Linked DNA regions of Mus musculus: region 2 is linked to region 1. Evidence: chromatin contacts called from public promoter capture Hi-C data. All regions are on one chromosome and are shown on one strand. Each heading gives the region's core, a stretch centred on a gene start, on an enhancer-like site or on the middle of the called end of the contact. The rest is flanking DNA. Distances are from core to core; before and after follow the strand shown. Region 1 holds the start of Prdm11 (PR domain containing 11). Region 2 holds the start of 1700055L01Rik (a long non-coding RNA gene).

What was found. Promoter capture Hi-C pulls out the DNA fragments that hold promoters and counts their contacts.
Region 2: a promoter capture Hi-C map of pre-B cells shows a contact between it and region 1, with 3 times the contacts expected there. The contact joins the promoter of 1700055L01Rik here to the promoter of Prdm11 in region 1. A contact is called at or near these places in 6 of 39 promoter capture datasets (cranial neural crest, embryonic stem cells, fetal liver and 3 more), 1 of 115 datasets of contacts at active chromatin or transcription factors (memory CD8 T cells) and 1 of 9 other capture datasets (adipose tissue).

Annotation. Positions count from the first base shown.
Region 1 is chr2:93,043,396-93,050,274 of GRCm38.p6, forward strand. Prdm11 (PR domain containing 11) reads right to left here and starts at 2,770. Exons shown (of 8, transcript NM_001368848.1): 1 at 2,584-2,770.
Region 2 is chr2:93,143,125-93,150,642 of GRCm38.p6, forward strand. 1700055L01Rik (a long non-coding RNA gene) reads left to right here and starts at 3,104. Exons shown (of 2, transcript XR_866559.1): 1 at 3,104-5,487; 2 at 5,904-6,125. Gm32627 (a long non-coding RNA gene) reads left to right here and starts at 1,070. Exons shown (of 3, transcript XR_374796.2): 1 at 1,070-2,127.

The sequences.
Region 1 (6,879 bases), core at 1,520-4,019:
CCCAGACTCACCAGCTAGTCACATGGCCTTGACCTAGAATAAGAGGACTGAAGGCAACCCTGTGGTATACCTGGAGCTGCTGGAAATATTTTTAGGAGGGCAATAAAGACCACCAGATACAGGGGCTGGAGAGATGGCTCAGAGGTTAAGAGTACTGACTGCTCTTCCAGAGGTCCTGAGTTCAATTTCTAGCAACCACATGGTGGCTCACAACCATCTGTAATGGGATCCCATGCCCTCTTCCGGTGTTGAGTGATTGTGTGCTCACATAATAAATCTAAAAACAAAAACAAAAAGTAAAGGCCAGCAGACATTTCCACACCACTCTGCCCCTCACTGTCTTTCATTCATTCATAAATCCTAGGTCAGGATCCAAGAGAGGCTGGCCAGGGCAGGCTGGGCTGGGCTGGGCAACAGAGAGGTGAGAAGGGCAGGAGATGAGGCTGAAGATAAGGGAGAGTCATGTTATAGGCTTTACAGTTAGCAACAATTTGATCCTTTATCAGAAGTGCACCAGGCAGACTGGAGGGGGAGCGGGAGCAGGAACTAGGGAGACTGAGGTGACCCCAATTGTACCACGGGGAACAGGGCAAGAGCAGGTGCCTTATCTCAGACCCTAGCAGTTGTCCTGGGAACAGGAAGTACTGTTCCCCAGTGTGCTAGTGGGGAGAAATTAGGAAGCCAGGATGGGTTGGATTCACTAAAGAGAGCTCCCTGGGCTTGCAGATGGGTGGACTGACTGGATGAGGCAGGCAGGGACACACTGAGATCAACCCTGGAGGAAGCTTATGGAGGAAAGCCAAGTGAGAGACCACAAAGGCAGCATAACTCCAACCCCCCAACTCCTCTTCCAATAGTCTTTGCCTCTTTCAGGCTTTCTGATAATCCCACATTGAATCTAAGTGAAGAGTAAGCCAGATGAAGGACTCTCATCAGACACCTCGGAGAACCAACCTAAGAAACATTTGGACCAGAAAGCTCCAGGCTGGGGGTGATGGCCGTGATGACAGAGCAAGGGCCCCTGGGACAAGTGTTCCTCATTTTTGAGACGGATACTCAGAAGGTACCACACCCTGAGAGCATCTGCTCCTTAGGGGCACTGTTAGTTAGGGGCTGGGTGGAGCAGGCTGGGGTCTGGCAATCGTGATTCCCAAAATGGTTCACAGAGCATCGCCCAGGATCACAGCTCTAGATTCTGAAACCAGGAGTCTGACCCTGGGCCAGGTACTTAATTGATCCTATCTCAATGCTCTCCCAGCTGACTCCCACACAGGCTGTACTGGACCCACTGCAGGGAAGGAGAATCCCCTTGAAGAGATCAACTACAGCCCTGCAAAATCCAAAGCCCCGTGGGAAGGATCCTGAAGATGTCCTTTCCAAGAAACTAAATAAACCAGGGGGTCTGGGCCATATGCCCAGAAGGTTCCCAGCAGAGACCATACTCCGCTCCCCAGGGATGAGGGGGATATGGGACTTCTGACCCATACACCCTACACCATCAACCAAGACCTAGGAAAGTCCCTGCCTTCCTCTTCGGGGGACAGGGGTGCCACGGGAATCACACTTCATGGAAAACTATTCTGCTTCAGATAGACAAAACTCCCAAAGTTTATAGGGTTCTCAAGATGAAAAGAAGGCTCCCTTCACTGCTCGCAGTCCCCACGCACAAAGGACTGGGCGTGCTTCTTTCTGATCACTCTTAATCACAGACCACGGCTGTCCTCCACACGAAGCCATGGTCAAAAAAAACAAAAGACAGACTTTCCTTCTCTAGGTCATCAACTGATTCTAAGGGTCTGAGCTCCAACTCAGATGGGCTCAAGACACTAGCAACTTTTTGCCTTATTAGCCCAAGGCTGCTCAGTAGTCCCTGCAGCGACTTGCCTAGGGCACGCTGGCCTTGACAGAGGAAGGTCATTGGCCACCAAGTTTCTGCAGTTTCTGCATCACATAGTACCTTGGGGACCGGGAATGAGGAGGTGGGGGGTGGAGACGACACTCAGGGGCGAATTCCCGAAGAGTCCGTGCTGCAACCAAGACTTAAAATAGATAAAAGGCACGCCCTCCCTCTGCCGCCCCAGGCCCGCGGCAGGTCACAGAGAGGCATGCGGTCCCTAAGCCCCCCAGCCCGGCCCCGAAGCACCGGCGACCGGGTCCCTGCAACTAGGCCAGCGGCTGCATCCCGCCCTCGCCCCGCCCTGCCCCCTGTCTACGCGCTCTCTTTGCGAACGCCGGGCCCGAACAGCCGCTCCCATTGGCCGGCGGCCGCGTCCGTCAGCGCGCGGCGGAGCCGAGGAAAAGGCTACAGTGGAACAAGGCGGGCGAGTGCGCGGAGGAAGGAGGCGGAGGCTGGGCCGCCCGAGGCCCGCGTCGGGCGGTGGCGACGACCTGCGGGCCCGGGCCACCTTGAGACCCGCCCCGCTTCCGGTGCTCCGGTCCGTGCCCCGTCGCCTGCCTGCGCCCCCGCTCCCCAGTGTCCCCGCGCGCTCTTCGCCGCGGCCCCCGCGCCGGTTGGCGAGCCGCCCAGCGTCTTCCGAAGCCATGTTCACGTTCATGGCCACGGTGGCCACCGGGCCCACTCACCTTCGCGGGCTCCCACGCGGGGCGGCGAGCCGGGCCGGGGCCGGGGCGGCGGGACGCGGCGGGACGGGGCGGCCGCGCGCGGGGTCCCCGGCCGGGCAAAGTTTCAGCGCCAGCGGCAGCGCGGCGGCGACTCGCTGCTGCTCTCCTCCCCTGCTTTGACCACCATCTTATTAGTACAGGAAATGACATGGAAAACGGAAGAAAGCGGCGTTTGGGGCAGACGCGGACCCCCCAATTCAGGGGGCCGGAGCCGAGCCTCGCTGAGCCCCGCGTCCCCCGAGCCGGCCCCGCGCGGGAGCTCGCGCGTCCCCGCCGCGCGCCCCACGGGGAGGGCGACGCTGCGGAGGAGGAGCGGGCTGCGCCAACTTTGTGCCTGGGATACTTTCTGGGGGTCGTGCTAGAAAGTTGTGGCGTTTGCGCAAGCCCATCCGAGGGTGCCTCCTGGCTCTGCCCGGCTTCGACGTTGTCGGTCTACAACCCAATAAATAGTCAGAGGGCGATAAATGCGTTTATAATTTTAACCCTTACAGGGTCCTCTTCCGGGCCCCTTTAACCCTTTGGTTGCTCAGCCGTTTGGAAGTATCAACTGAAGTTGGGTAACATGCGTCCCATAGAACACCAAGGGAAAAGGGCCCTGGGGCCTGTGAGAAAAATTAACTATTTACGTGGGGACTAAAGGGTGAGTGTCACTTGCTGTTCAGATCAAAGTACAGTACCAAATCTGAATACAAAGCTGGAACGGGACTGTGTCCTAACTTAACTTGCCTAGTGCCTCATTGTATCCATCTGCAAAATGGCACCCAGCAAGAAAGATAGTGAAGGGATGTAGTAAGGCTGGGGTGTTTAAAGGAAGTGTGAGTGGTCAGAGGGAACCAGAACAACCCTACCCCAAGCCCTTCTTTGTAATGACCCCAAGGGGAGGCTGCTGCAGGGTGGGTTCCCTGGCCGAAGGAGGGCCTCACCTTAGGCTGGAAGTTGCCAAAAAGGATTCTACCTGAGTAAGAGATCTTGGAAGGCCTGCCCAGTGCCAGGTAGTCCAGGAAGGTCCAGATAGTCCCAAGAAGGTGTCACCTCAGGGGAGCCGATTACCCAGGGAAAGGAGCTTCCACCAGGGCGATCCCAGAGGGCTTTCCAAGGTCAAGTACTCCTGAGGATGCTTTGCTTAGGAGACCTGATGGGGGCTGGGACAGGAGGCAACTTCTCTTATTTCTCTTGACCTTGGTAACATAAACGCTTCTTCGGCTCCCTTGTCTGTCACTTGCAGTATGACCTTGAGTGTCTGTAGCTATGACCCTGTTTCCTCTTCTTGCAAAGCTGTAAAGGTCCAGCTGCCAGCTCTAGGGTGAGCCCTGAGGGTGTATGTAAAGAGCCCAGAAGCAGCTGTAATGCTATGGAAATGGCTAGGTGCTTGCTGTGTGTCCACAGTGTAGCTTTCTGAAGCACCGGGTCGTGTGTGGGATATGGATGAAGACCTGGATCTGTGTATCCCATTGTGGCTCCAGCCCAGTCAGAAGTCTGTAGGACTACCTCAAGTTCTAACTAACACCTGGGAGAGGGCAGGCTCAGGAAGAGAGGCTGAGGAATTAGCCACTTGTCCCTTATGAGGGGAAGAGACCATACATGAAACAACATCAGGGGTGGGCCAGGAATCCACAGGACCACATGCCAGGAAGGCAAACAGTGAAGACCCAAGTGCCCAGGGGTTGGCACAGGGCCTGCAGTGACTAGTGCCTGCTGCAGAGAGTGGGTGGGACGAAGAAACTGAGACAGACCACAAAGAGGCACAGGAAAAGAAGGGTATGGCCAATGGCCCGGAGGATGAGCAGACCTTGGAGACTAGTTTCCTCCGGTCTGAACCATTTGGCAGGGCTCGTGGGACCCCCCTAGAGACATGTGGCCAAGGCAAGGTCAGTGTGTGTCTCAAGCTTGCCTCTCACTAAGTTGGGCCGGAATCCCAGAAATGTGGGTGAGAGGGTGCTCCCTGGAATTCCCTGAGGACCTCAGGATGGGAGCTAAAGTCAGTAGGTGCATGGCATCCACGCACACACATCCCATGCTTTGCCACTAACCCGTTTCCCTTCCAGTCTTCCAAAGCAAGTATGGCTTTTTTACCAAGAGGCAACATGCTCAGAGATGTTCAACATGCCACAAATCACACAGCTAGTTGGGGGCACGGGGAGACCCAAGCCAGCCTGCCTCCCTCCATCAGACAATGTCTTCTCTGCCACTTCCAGTTAGCTGCCCTTTCCCACAAAGCAACTATGGATTTCTGCTGCTTTCTTCCACAAATACTGCACACACAGAGTTTACCAGTGTGTTGTGAGAGGAAGCCAGGTTCCTCTCTTGCCTCTCCTTGCAAAATTGTCCCCATGAAGTCATCGAGATGTGACTTATGAATAGTCTTAGCTCTTCAGGAGGAAAACTCCATGTGAGATCCATGAATAGTTAGATATCCATCCAGGAAAGCCAGTGCTACAGAGAGAGACCTTGTCTTATAAATAAATAAATAAATAAATAAATAAATAAATAAATAAATAAATACTAGTAAAATTTAAAAATAAGAATACCCAAACAAAACTGTCACCCAGTGAGCTGCATGGTGGGTGCCCCCAGGTCCCTGGAGAGTCTTTTTGATACTTACTATAAGACAAGCATATTATTTATCCCATCAATTGATGATATCTCTCACATCCTCAAGGGAGAAATTTGACTCAGGATTTATTGCCTGGAAAATCTAAAACTGGAACAAATTACATCTCCCCCGAGGAACCAGCAGGCGTCTTCCTTGCTAATGAGAGGAACTCTGTAACCGATCAGGCTTCCCTTTTTACTTGGGCTGCCAGGAAGCTCAGAGCCAAATTCCAAATTCATTCCCAACAGCATTGGCAGTTGTTTCCTTCTCATTTCTGTTTCCCCATGTCTAATCCTACTGGCCAAGCCTTGCTTCTCTGCCTTTCATTAAAAAAAAAAAAAAAAAAAAAAAAAAAATGTCTCCCTTTGTTAATGGCAAGACATAAATCTTTCCAATGACTCTGCTTTTGGAAGAATTGCTGAAGTGACCCGGATCCCATGGGCCATCTTCCTGGCCAGGCATGGTTCCACTCTTGCCCACTTGCCCAACAGCTGAGGGATCTCTCTCTTGGAAGGAAAGAGGGACTGGCTTAAGACCAAGGGATTGCTCACACAGCTGCCGGCAAAGGCTAAGATCAAAGGGCCAGGGTCAGGTCCTCTTGCTCTTCTGTAAGCTACTGACAGGCAACTCGCCTGACTCCTGCTAGGTCCCCAGGAGCACAAACCACATCCCCAACTCAACACCCCAAGTGTCCCCTAAGGATCCATTCCATTGAGCAATGCAAAAGACAGCCCCTTCCCTCTGGAGGAACCATGGTCAATGGATTTCTACTGTGTGACAAGCAAGGAGAGGCAACAGGGTTCAGGTGGGAGGTGGGGGTGGGGGGCCCAAGCACTGATGACTATTTTTAGACCGGGGACAAGCTCTCTGAGGAGGTGACACTTTGGGGCATGGGGGATGTGCTAGGTGCACACATCAGTCTTGCCAAGAGAAGAACGGCAGAGTCTCTGCAGGGCACACAGCCCCTGTGAAGACACTGTGGCAGGAAGGAGGACACAGTATGGGAGGAAGTGGCAAAGATGAGGAAGGTGGCAGTGGGGTCCAAGCCCAGCCTCCCCAGTGAGATCTGTGTGAAGAGCAGGAGCCGATGAGCCCCAGAGCTGAGAGACAAAGGCTCTGATTTGTGTTGGCAAGAGCTCGCCTCACTGCCATGGGATCATAGCTTCTTTTCTGTTGCCATGAGGAAATAGTCTGTAAAGAAGTGACATGAGGGAGAAAGGGCTTATTGAAGCTTGAGATTTTAGCCACAATCCACAGTGGCTAGAAGGGAGAACGGAGGGAGCTTGAAGGAGTTGGGTCTCACCGAATCCAGAGAGGGGGAGGGATAGATACATGCTAGTACTCAGCCTGCTTTCCCTGTCTTACACAGTCCAGGAACGGCCTCAGCAGTGATCAAGATGGGTTTCCTACATCAATTCATATAAGCAAGATAATACCCCACAGGCATATTTAGTTCCTTTTCTTGTCAACCTGATGCCCAAACATGGATTCACGCCATAAACTTCTACACCCTTCCTCAAAGTCTCATGACATTGTTATACTTTAAAATACACCCAGTCCAACTTCAAATGTTCTTTTAAAAAAATCTATTGACCTTTATTGTATGGGCATTGGTGTTATGTCTGCATGGGTGTCTATGTGAGAGTGTCAGATCTTGGAGTTGT
Region 2 (7,518 bases), core at 1,854-4,353, 100 kb after region 1:
AGCTTGAATCTTGATCTGTGCAGAACTCAGATGCCTTCCCTATTGTGGTGCTAAAAAAAAGCTGAGAGTAGTCAGTGTAGTTACATAGGTTAAAACATAAGAGTAGAACAGGGGAGCCTAGGGTACCAGTTGTATGTGTGTGTATATATGTACGTATAGATGGATGGATGGATGGATGGATGGATGGATGGATGGATGGATGTGTATGTGAGTGGGTGGATGGGTGAGTGGGTGGATGGGTGAATGCACAGATAGATGTGTAAGTGAAGAGATGTGAAGGGATGCATAAGTGGGTGAGTACATAGATAGAGGAAATGATGGGACAGATGAATAAGTGAATGAATGGGTGGGTGGATAGACAGTGGGTGGGTGAACTGATAGATTGATGGATAGATGGTGTGCAAATGATGGTACATAGATGGTTGAGCAGAGGGGTGTTGAGTGGAGATACATGGATGGAGAGATAGACAATAAATAGATGTGTAGGTGAGTAAACAGATGGGTGGATGGGTTGGTAGATGAATACATGGGTGGGCAGAGGAATTGGTTGGGTAGATAGGAATGGATGGGTAGATGAATTGGCTGTTCGGTGGGTTGATGGAGGGGTAAAGGAAGGTAGGTGAATGGTGGACGAATGAACTGATGGGTAGATAAATGAATGGGTGACTGGATGGGTGGGAGTATGGATGAATGAACAGATGCACAGATGGGTAGGCAGGCTTTTACAAACCGACAGTTTTCTCTAACATAGGCACTTGTGTTTTCAATGGAGCTTCCTGGCCTTCTGACCTCACAGTCTCTGTGCAGAAAGGCTGAAGTTTGGACATCACTTGCTGAGTGGCAACAACCTCTCTTCAGATGCTGCCTGGTGTGGATGACAAGGGTCATGGCAGGAGAGGAAATGCTCTGGACAGCACCAAGGGAGAACACAGGCCGGGGCATTTGATGCTCTGGCCACACCCAAACCCTCATTCTCTACAGCAGAACCAGCCGTAGCTACAAAGCCAAGGAAGGCTGTGGACAGAGGTTGCTCTGGAACATTCTGTCTTCACATTTAGGAGCAGCCATTTTGAGGAGAGGAGGTAGGGAAGTGGGGTCTTAGCCAGGCCCCACATACTCCTACATCATTTGGCTGTCTGTAGTGCAGGCGAGGGGCCCAGGGTAGAGTGGCCTTTGCTCCCTGAGAGTGGCAGGTAGTGAGCTGGGCCCTATCTGCAGCTTTGATGGATTGTTTTCTCAGCCCAGGTGGCTGCAGAGAGGAGCAGGTGACTCAAGCACCGGTGACGCTTACTAGAGTCCAGGTAGCTGACAGAAGTGGCCAGCCTCAGCTCTTGGTGGTGACCTTCTTTAGGCTCCCCCAAGAAGGTGGAACCAGACCAAGCAACATATCCATGTGGTCCTCCTGGGGGAAGCAGAGCCTCCATCCGTGTGAGGATTGCCTGTGGCTCCTGTTTGGGAGCTATTGAAAAAAAAAAAAACCAACATTCTTGGCAAGCCAGGAAAACACCCAATGGGCCCTTGTCTCCAGACTCCCAGCTCCGGTTCATGCACAGTATGGCATCTTGTGACTTGTACTTTCAACAGAAAGGTAGCAAGACCCAGGGCAAGTCCAGCGCTGCTGTTCACTGACCTTGTAATCAAAGCATCTATATTCTCCACAGACTCATCCCTGCACATCTATCCTGGCTGGACCCATTCACTTAGGAGAGAGCCCCTTAGCTGTCCTCAGTCTATCCCACAGCATGCCCCAGCAGCTCCCTCCCTGCCTCTCTTCCCTTCCATGCATGCTCACTGCGCTTCCCTCTGAGAAACCTCCCTCCTCTTCATGGTGTGTTTTTAAGGAAATACCAAGTGTTGGAACAAATAAACTCCAAACACTCTTGGTTGAAGATAGCAGGTTTATTGATTGTTCTCACAGCAGTCGAGAAGCAGGTGGTTACACCCTGCAGGTGGCCGGTCTCCTTACATGCTGGGGTGAAGAGAGGGACACTCTTCCAACCTATCGCTGCCATTCCTGGCTTCATCTGACTCCAGATGGGGAGGAGGAGAAGACACACATGCTTCTTAAAAGCCCATCTAGATCGGACATTCAACCTCCCCACAAGATTCCGCCATTGACCCACAACGGTAAGGGGAGGGTGGGTTATGGTAGAGACCTTTTCCTGTGACAACTCCCAGCCATAGATAGACAGGGAGTCTGGATTCCTGGATTTGGTGGAGCATTCACCACCCCCAACACATCTGGCTAGCTTTACTTTATTGTTCAAATGACAAGCTCACATTGCCTCTTCCAGGAAGCCTGCCTTGAGCCTCCAGGCACAGTGGCCAGATGTCCCTGTCCTATGTACTCAGCATCCCATCCTTCTTGGTGTCATTCTGTCCTGTAACAGCCTGGATACTGACACTTTGGGGAGTGAGATATAACAGAAGTACCTGGAGGTGGAATTCTGTGTTTACCTGAGTACCCATGGCATAATTACATTATATGGAATAATAAGCTGTCAGATGGGTGAGTGGATAGATAGGTGTGAAGGAAGGTAGAGGGATGGATGGATGGACAGATAGTGTGTGAGTGGGTAGATGAATTAATGAAGTAGGTCAGTGGATGAGTGGATGGATGGATGGATGGATGGATGGATGGATGGATGGATGGATGGATGGATGGGGTGGGTGTGTAGGTAGATAAATGGATGGGTAGGTGGTTGGACTGGTAAATAAATAGATAATAAATAGTTTAATGGGTAGATAGATCCATGGACAGGCAGTTAGATAAATGGAGAAAGGATTTTTTTCATGTAAGGTGTTAATCCCATGCCTGCAGACTCTCTAAGCTGTTTTGTGGCTCTGAAAGCTTTAGAGAACTGGAAGATTCTGCTAGGAAACTCCAAGAGGTTTCTGTGGAAACTTTGAAGAAGCTCCACTGCTGTGATCCAGTGTCATAAACAGAGCCTGCCTGTTAGCATTCTGTCTAAGCTCTGTCCCACAGTGTCCTGGCAACAGCCAGTTATGCCTGACTCACTATTAAAGGGGCTGCTTGCCCCCTCCTCTCTCTCTTGCTCCTCTCTTGCTCTCCCTTGCTCTTGCTCTTGCCTTCCTGCCCCTGCTCTGTCCTCTCATCCCTTCCCCCCTCTCTCTCCACATGCTCATGGCAGGCCTCTACTCCTCTAGTCCCCTACTTCTATAGTCTGCCTTTGTCTGCCTCTACTACCCTCTTGACTCCCCTCGCCAAGCCCTGAATAAACTCTATTCTATACTATACCATCGCATGGCTGGTCCCTCAGGGGAAAGGGATATGGTGGCATGGGCCCGCCAATGCACTCCCTTCCCCCACTCCTCACCACAAATCCATAAAACCTATTCCTTCTCTCTTTATCATTTTACAAACACATCACTGCCTCCCTCCTGCTTCATTGATTCTGGCAGCCTAATGAGATGGGTGAATTTTAACCCCAAGGGCTAACTAAGTCTTCAGTGTTCCTGAGACTGGCAGCAGCCCTCACAAGCCTTAGAACATTTCTTCCTTGCTTTTCTGGGAGTGAGCTCTGGGCCTCACTGAGCTTCTCTTCCTCCCTTAGCCTCATGGATAACTTCTGATTCCTCTCATTTGACGGGATCAGACCAATCTAATCCCAGACTCACTATAGGGAAGAACCAGCAACCTGCAGTCCCTGCCCATAGCTCTATTCCATAGCCCTGCCTGCCAGGCTAACCCTTGCAGGAGGAAGGAGGCAGGGCCTCCCCTGAGGGATGAGATCATTCTGGACAGCCACCTAGACAACATGGCTCAGACAGCAACTGGGAGGAAAGGCTGAAGTGGAAAGCAGAGAGCTCAGAAGTTTCTTCTCCTGCCCCCAAAGAGGACATGCCTAGAAGGTCCTGGGATGTGCACACTGATTAAGCATTACAATGGTGGCCTCCATGTGATGATGGAGCCCAGCACCAGCCAGAAGACAGCAAGGGCCTAGGGACTGTGTTTGGGACAGAGCTTGGTCTATAGATGCACCTCTATCCTAAGGAGCCAGTGCGCTTATTTCCCTAGAATATTTCTGGAAGGCTTGTTCTCTGCGTTTCAGCTGTGCTGGAGGAAGAAGCCATGTTTAGCCAGCTCAGAGTGTCCATGGGGACACCTGTCAGCTCTTGGAATCCAAAAGAACTGTTCTAAATACAGCAGGAACCCTAGCAGAAGCTACGGTGTATGAAACAGGTAGGGTGACTTGGGTGTTCTTAGCACCTTTAATTCTCTCAATCATTCACGATGTAAGGGCTGTTGCTCTCCTCATTTTACAGATGAGGAAACTAAGGAGGAAAGAGTTAACATATTGCCCAGTTATATGCAATAACTGTCCCATCGCCCTCAAGATCACATTCTAGGTAATAAAATACACAAATCTTAAAGCTCAGGCTTGGGACTTTACACCGATGGACATGCTGGTGTGAGGACCACTCCAATCAAGAAGTAGGACATTTCCCATCACTCCGTTCAGCCTCGCAATCAGTCCCCCACCAGGAAAAGTTGCCATTGCTCTGTGTTGTCTGTCCCAAGCCTGGCATGGGTGGAGCTGCACAGCCGATCTGTATCACTTGGCCCATCCCCTCCCTCCCTCATGGTGTTGTTAAGACCTGAGCTCAGGGGCTGTGGAAGTGGCTCGGTGGAGAAAGCACTTGCTGAACAGCATGAAGGTCTGAGTTCTGATGCCCAGCACTCATGTTAAAAGTCGGGCATGGCCTTCTGAACACGTCTAACCCTACCACTGTGAAGAAGAGACACAGTTAGAACGCTGGGGCTTCCTGGCTGCAAGCCTAGCTCCAGGGTCAGTGAGAGACTCAAGGGGGAAAGATAGAAAATGATAGAATAGGACACTGTTTCCTTTGGCCTCCATTCAAGGGTACTCACACATACAGGGGCGCACTCCCCCTTTCCCTGCATGCACGCGTGCGCACATGAGCACATGCACACGCACACATCTTTGACATGCAAAGTGACATTGACGTCTAATGCTGATGTTTGTTAAGTCTTCAATAAGCAGACTGCTATCCATATAACCACATAGATTAGGCACAGAGTAAGGGATTAGTGGGGCAGGTTAGATCATCCTAGGGAAAGGAAACAGAATAGTGAGGATGGAGGATGGAAATGGGGGAGGCCTGGCATGGGAAGCTCAAGCAGGGAGAAGGGGAGACGAAGGTAAGAGACAGCTAACACTAAGGGCCGCATGAGGGGTCCTATGGAAAGCTGACAGAGTAGAAGCATCTTAAAAGATACACATCTGAAAGTGATCTAAATGGAAACACCAAATCATGGGGAAACAGAGCCCTAACTGGACTTCTCTCATTACCAAGTCAAGGCTCCAGCTCTCCTGGGCCTCTCTAGTTACCAGTCAAGGCTCCAGTTCTGAGAATGCAATTGTTGGCTAAACCGGTTCCATGGGAACCCCAAAACAACCCAGACGGTTGCCAAGGCTACTGGTTGCTCACCACAAATTCATGGTAAGGCCCCATTGCTAGAGAAAACACCTACATAACTCATTGAATATGGAGAACTTGAGCTGGTTTCTACTTAGAGCCTTTACCCCTACTGACTAGTGTTCGTAGTACGGAGGGATACTCTGTAGGCTACCAAAGGAAAAAGGTAAACATCAACCCAGCTAAAAACTCTTCGATCTACAATGGTGACCTGCCTGCAAGACATGCTAGTGCCATAGGGTCACAAAGCTGATGGGACTAATCAACCAATATTGGATTGAGATACAGTGCATGAGATACAGCCCATCCCTAGCACTGCTCAGGTGGCCAAGAACTTAAGACTAGATGGACCAAGGACTAGGAGAAAACTAAACACTACCTTTCTGCTAAAGGAAGATAGAAATAAAATGACTCCTAAAGGCATTCTGCTACATCCATAGATCAGCATCTCACTCAGCCACTACAGAAGAAGCTTCCTCCTACATCGGATGGGAGCTAATACAGAGACCGGCGTCTGGACAATGCAGAGAGTGAGACACAGCAGAACACTCAGTTCTAAATGAGTTGTCTCCACCAAGTCCCTCCCCTCAAGGCCCAGGGAGCCCAACTGAAGAAGAGTGTAAGAGCCCAGAGTGGATGGAGGACACCAAGGAATCCAGCCTTTCCAAACACAGCAGGACCGATCGCACATGAACTCAGAGACTGTGGCAGCATGCACAGAGCCTTCAGGGGTTCAGGCCTGATGATCCTAATGCTGAGAAGCTGAGAAGCCCCTGGCCCAGAAACTATCTCCAACTGATGACCACTTACAAATGAAATATTAGTTTTCTCCAAGGGAGTCTCACTGATTGTACAAACCACAAATAAAAGGCAGACCCCATGCCCAGCAGTGAATGGACAACATAAAACACACTCAATGGCATTTTGGGATTTGTTCTTTGTCTTATAATGCTTTATTTGGGCCTCCTCCCCTCCTTTCTTTATAGGTCCTTATGGTTTCTGGGCTTGTGTCTTTATGAGATTTCAAATGTATGCGTCTATGGCATAAACAAATATCTATGTGTTTCTTGAGCTTTTTCTTTGGTTCTTTGTCTTCTGTTTATTTGTTTTATACTATTGTAATTTGTTTTTATTTTATATGATTCTTTTTCATCATCCTTATTTTTAGATGTCTATTTGTATACAAAATCCAAATGAAGAGGGTGGGGAAGGAGTGGATTTGGGTGAGTGGGGAAGTGGGAGGATCTGGGATGATATATAATCGAAATATATTGTACTAAGAAAAAAATCTACTTTCAATTTTAAAAAAAAAGCATAAAGAAAAATTTTATGCTGATGTTTCCCAGGGACCCCTGAAATTCCTTCCATCTTTTCTTAACTTCTGAACCAACTAAAAACAAAGACATCACCATTATTAGAGAATGCTGACAATAGGAAACTGGGTTTGCCTCCCTGAGAAAATAAGCTTCCTAAATTCAACGCCAGAATCAAACAAACAGGAGGCCCTGGCTGGAGTGTTGAGCACTGTCCTGTGGAGGCAGCTGGCCCGAGCTGCTGGCAGCTGAGATAAGATCCCAATGGCCTGTACTTGTACTGTGTGACCTGCACTAGTTTGCTGATAGACTGGATGGGGGTAGGGACCAGAAAGAAAAGTAGGGCAGCTCCTGTGTGTGTTACCTGGGTGGGGTGGGGGTGCTAATGCTATCAGTACAGGTGAGAGACAGATGGGACCCAGAGCAGGTGGCATAGGAGGGAAGAAAGCCATCAGGCAACAGGGTAGCCAACAACATTTTTTAATAGGCCTAGCTGGACACAGAGCCTAATGAGATTAAACCCTTGTCCCTTGCTGGTCTCTAAGGTCTGGTTTTGCCGATATGCAGAGACATGTGGCTTCCATTTCCAAGTCACTATGGATCAGATACATCTTCAGGGGCTGGGGACCCTAGTAAGCGTCTGTCTGAATGGTTAATAGTCACATGGGTGCCACTCTTCCTAGGTGCAATTTCCTCTGCCTATCATACTCTCAATTCTGGGAGCATCTGAAGGGCTTATAAG